2 separate regions of the Arachis hypogaea genome follow, and region 1 is linked to region 2. Evidence: chromatin contacts called from public Hi-C data. All regions are on one chromosome and are shown on one strand. Each heading gives the region's core, a stretch centred on a gene start, on an enhancer-like site or on the middle of the called end of the contact. The rest is flanking DNA. Distances are from core to core; before and after follow the strand shown. Region 1 holds the start of LOC140181453. Region 2 has its middle 12 kb from the start of LOC112709768.

Region 1 (2,700 bases), core at 199-2,698, 100 kb before region 2:
CCATGCACTCACGCACTTTTACGACGATGTTGGATTTATATAAACTGAAAAAGTTGAATATAATAAAACCGTGTTAGTATGGCCTATTAAGAGAGATTCCCAGAATCAGCTTTGGTGGGAAAGGAAGCTTAGGATTTCAGGTCTTGGCATTCCTTACAATCCCACCATGTTCCTTGAGAAGGACATTATTTTGGTTATGGAATTTAGGACAATGTTTGCAAATGATGCTAAAAAGACAGACATCTTGTTTTCAAAAATGAGGAACCACTTTGTAAGGAGGAAGCATTTATTGCACCAGAGCTGGGAGGATCATGTGTCCGTAAACTCAGCCACGCTTCACGCAAACAGTCTTTATATGGTGTGATGATTTGTCAAGGCTGGAGTAGTTAAATAGTATGCTGATTGTGTTGTAGTATCTAGATCTTAAGTTGTTAGTTTATGGTTTAGTGCATAGAATCATGGTTTACATTAACGTCTTTAGAGTCATTAGGCATTAGTTGTTAGTAAAGCCAGATGGGTATCCCCATTGTATGGAGTGTGTCTTTAGTTGTCTTATGTTGTTTAAGTGTTAGAGTTGTATGTTCCTTTCTAATTTGTTGTATAGTTCATTCAAATGTGTGTAAGTTTATTAGTACTAAGCTACTTTGTTTTATGTTATTGTTATTTCTCATTTTTAAATCAAGTCATCATTCAGATCTCATGTGTGGATCGATCTATCTATTACAAAGTTTAACAAGTAATATTTAATTAAAGATTATCCACTCATATTTAAACTATTATTCCACAACTAATTTTAACATATTCTGCAAAAATTGGTAGTAGAAATAATAGAGGTTCAAAGTTACACATGGTAGTTTCATCTTAAAATAAACATCAACCTCATGTATCTGACTTTCAATTTTAGGTGATCTTTAAAAAGAAAGAATGTGACGTATAAAAATAAGTGAATTATATAATAAATATGTATATGATGTATCCTACTTGCATTAGGGTATATTTATGTATCATTCTTTCAATGTCCGTATATGCAAATTGTTTGGATAAAAAAATGTAAAAACCAATTTAAAAATGCCAATAACCTATAACAATATTATATATATTTTCAAATTAACAGTATAAAATATACACTTCACAAACGAGGTGATGCCACATCGGCAGTGAAGCTTAGATCGTTGGGAAAGTGAGGAAACGATGGTAGAAGGTATAACCTACCATCAACAAACGAGGTGGCAGCATTGATTGTGGGTGACTTTGATCTCGAAGAAACAGATAGAGATATTGTTGTCGAGACTCGAAGTGGAAGACTTCAGAGAATAAATCAGCTTAATCCTTCCTACTTAGATTGCAGTATCCTTTGTTGTTTTCTTATGGGAAGAACAGTTTCAAGGAGCATATACCTCTTATCAAAAGACGTACTAACTCGACCAAGGGCCACGAAGATGTAACGATGAAGGACTTTTTTGCATTTAGGATACAGGAAAGGTTAGCTGATGGTTCTCCATTACTGTATTCAAAAAGATTATTCCAATAATTTTTGGTGGATGGATATTCTGTGGTTGAGTCTGCTAGACTAACATACATTTGATTAGACAAGGATAAATTTAGGTGTGAGATGTACAATGGAATAAGTGAAGTTGTATTGATGGGTGAAACAACACCTTCATCAAGGGGTAAACGTATCATACTTTCGTCATGTTTCACTGGAGGGCCATGATATATCATACTAAACTATCAAGATACTATGACAATTTGTAGGGTTGTTGGATACCCAGAGCTTTTCTTAACCTTTACTTGCAATCCTAAGTGGCCTGAGTTTAATTTTCTAAAGAATAGGGATCTAAATGCTGAAGACCGTCCTGATATGGTATGTCAAACCTTTAAGGTCAAATTGGATCGTCTAATCCAAGACATCAGAGAGAACAATATATTTAGAAGGGTCGTTGCAGGTAAAATTATTTGTAATCTGAAATATATTTTGATGTTTACTTAAGGATTGTATTGTCTTATTTCCCCCGGTACAATGTGATATGGTTTTTAATTTTAATTATTTATGGTCAACTCAACTACTCACCTTGAGAACATTGTATAAGAATTATATTACGCACAAAATTTGGACCGGGGACCGATGAATAATCTAAAAACCACATGCTCCTTCATTTTATCAAATTACTTCATACTTTCAAGGTTATTCTGTGAACTAAATTTGTTTAATTGTTTCAGTTGTCTATACTATCGAATACCAGAAGCATGGTCTACCCCAAGCATACATCTTGGTCTTCTTACATAGAGATGACAAGTATCCAGCTGCAGATGATATTGATCAAATCATAAGTGCTGAAATAACAGATAAGGATAGAGATCCACTATACTATGAAGTTGTAGAAAAAAACATGATGTACGGTTCATGTAGGAGCATCAAGAAAGACTCACCGTGCATGGAGAATGGAAAGTGCATTAGACACTTTCCTAAAAAATTTGTCAACAACACTACTATTGACGATGATGGATATCCTATTTACAGGCGAAGAGATGATGGAAAGACAATTAGCAAATGTGGGGTTGAACTTGACAATCGTTATGTTGTCCCACACAATAAAAAACTTCTTTTGAGATATGGGGCACACATTAACGTTGAATGGTGCAACTAATCAAGATCAATCAAATACTTATTCAAGTATGTTAATAAAGGAAACGATCGAG
Region 2 (2,725 bases), core at 34-2,533:
TTCTCTAGAAATGTTGTTTGAGTATTTCCTCTATTAGTGTTTTTATTGTTTCTTTTTTATTATTTCCTACAAAAATTCATAAATTTAAAGTAATAAAAATAATATTTAAATTAAGCACTAAAACACTTTATAATTGAACATAATGCATTGATTTCTTATATGAAATGGCATAAAAAATTACTCATAATGTACATGTATCAATTTACGTTTATATTTTTTAGAATTTATATATATGAATTAGTAAAATTTATTTATTAAAATTAATTAAATATTTACACTAATTAAATAATAATAAAAAAATACTAATTAAAAATTGTTGATCCCAAGAATTTTTCTAATGGATAATTAAACATAACATATATGTAGCCTTGATTTGCACCTGATGCTGACTTTGTATTCTGCGTGGCAATTCATACATACTTTCACGTTCGAATAAAACATATTATCTTTCACCAATGAATAATGTATATAGTTGTTATAGCCTGGCCCACATATAACATGGGCCGACCCGACCCACGAACCATTCGACCCGAACGGTTGGGTGCGAGGCGATCAAATACCGATCCGAACACGTGTCCTGGACAGCTCTCTACTACAGCTGTATGAGGAAGCTTCAACGAAGGTGGGTTCTGCTTCTGTGGGACCCGCTTCTGACATGGTATATATGGGGAGGGTCCTACCCTTCCCCCAAGGTACGTGACACATCACTTTATTCCTCTTCTTTTGCCTGCACACTCAATTGACTTGGGCGTCGGAGTGTCTTTGCAGGTGACGCCCCCTCCACACCAGGAACACAGGAAGTCGGCTGCTCCAGCTCCATCTCCGCAACCCTAAACCAGGTTGAAACCCCACCTTACCACCCGAGGAATCTTTCCGAACCGTCCGGTACCCAAGCTACCGAACAATAGTTAATACTAATATTTGATAAGTATTAAGCAGCCCACAGTAATATTCACAATAGCGAAAATTAAAGTGACAATTTATTACGAAAGATATTTTTTTGGATTATTTCCACCACGATGAGTTCAAAGAAAAGAAAATGAACCCATACGAATCATTATTCATCTATATTGTTAAAATGTCACTTGATTAGATCTAATAATAGTAACATTTATTAAGATTATCAAATGACTAATAGATTTTCTTTTTCGGTAGTTTGCTACATGCTAAACCCGGTAGAGGAGGAAGATTTAAGGTGTGTTATGGTCAACTAGCTAGTTGATATTCTTCGACATTGTTATCAACGATAAACTAATTTTCCAACATCCAAAATAAAAAAGAAAAAAGATTGTCCCAACATCCACCACCATATACAATAATCCAGCCACATCAACATCATCACCTAAAGACTATACCCAGATAGAAAAAAAAATCATTTTTTTTCGCTTATCAAGCTAACTCTAATTAGCTAGTCTTTTATTTTTGTCGTTATTTCCCATTTTTCCCAGATTCATGCATGCATTTGTTGCATATCAAGGCCTTGAAGATTTGATATCTTTAATATTTGACTAATATAGGATTTAAAAAGAAAGATAAGGATAAGCATTTGCGAAACGAGGGCCAGATGGAATGCATGTCATGCACATTCAAGTGGTAAAAAGTAAAAACACTGTGAAAACACATATCCAAATGTGAGTTCAACTATTTTTTTCTTCTGTCGTTATATAATCAACTTTTATTTAATTACTTGATAATTTATAAGTAGTTAAGTACACATATATATTATCTATAAGTGTTTATTGCAAATATGTTAATTTTTGTGCAATGGGAAGTGTCAAACTCATTTTATCTAAATTTTAATTGTTAAAAGAAAATATTTAACGCCAACATTTTTCAACTTATTTTGAATGGCATGTGAGTGACGAACACTACAAGAAACAGTGTGATTATTGACGCTAAAAATCGACGGTTAATTTTTTTGTCAATATTTTTTAACGGCTTGTCGTCGATAAAATGAAAAAGAAATTATTAAAAATAAAATATTAAAATCGACAACTATATATGTCGTCTATTATTTTGGCAACCTTCTAACATTTTAATATTATCGTCACATTGTCGACGAAATATTGGGTGAAAATATTTTCCTTAAAATCGACAGACCAGTTGTCTATTTTAATAATTATAATATCGACAGCTTTTGTCGTCGATAAATTTAGACGATAAAGATCTCTTTCCAAAACTAAATGAATGGCGTAGATTTATTATATAAAATAGATAGCTAAAGTGTTGATTTTTCTTTTAACTAAAATTGGCAAAACTACCGTCGATTTTTATCAACAAAAAATACACCCGCGTTTGCTTCTTACATCTCTCGTTTCACTCAATTCCCCAAAAATTAACCCCAAACCTTCAAAGAATCAGAGTTCAAAGTGAGGCTTCTTCTTATTCTCCAATGTCTGAGAGTAGAGACCAGAGACGGAGTCATGGTCACGGAGAGAGACAAAGAGCCGTTAGAGAGTAGAGCTGCTGTTGCTGCTTCTTCTTTTCCTCCTCCTCCTCCAATTTTTTGGTGGATATTTTCAATTATTTCTACAACTTTCTTCATTCCTGGCACCTTAATCTCAACCTCAACAAGGTTCAATTCCCAATTTCTCTTTTCTTAGCTCCAATCTAATAATAATGATAAGAAGAAAATGAATTATTATCTATGCATATTTATAATCTTGCTTGTATATTATGCTTGATTCAGTCATTTGTGATAATGAATAATAATTGACTTATGTTT

What was found. A called contact is a pair of places that touch in the nucleus more often than the background predicts.
Region 1: a Hi-C map of leaf shows a contact between it and region 2, with 2.5 times the contacts expected there. The contact joins the promoter of LOC140181453 here to the enhancer-like site in region 2. A contact is called at or near these places in 2 of 8 Hi-C or Micro-C datasets (both in leaf).

What each region holds. Positions count from the first base shown.
Region 1 is chr1:29,792,935-29,795,634 of arahy.Tifrunner.gnm2.J5K5, reverse strand. It overlaps LOC140181453, which reads left to right and starts at 1,448. Exons shown (of 7, transcript XM_072225051.1): 1 at 1,448-1,506; 2 at 1,756-1,946; 3 at 2,221-2,574; 4 at 2,689-2,700. The coding sequence starts at 1,448.
Region 2 is chr1:29,689,534-29,692,258 of arahy.Tifrunner.gnm2.J5K5, reverse strand. No RefSeq gene overlaps it. Among protein-coding and RNA genes, the nearest start is that of LOC112709768, 12 kb to the right of the region's middle. Within about 2 kb of position 1,283, at least 1 of the 3 cell types and tissues checked has open chromatin away from gene starts, as enhancers often do.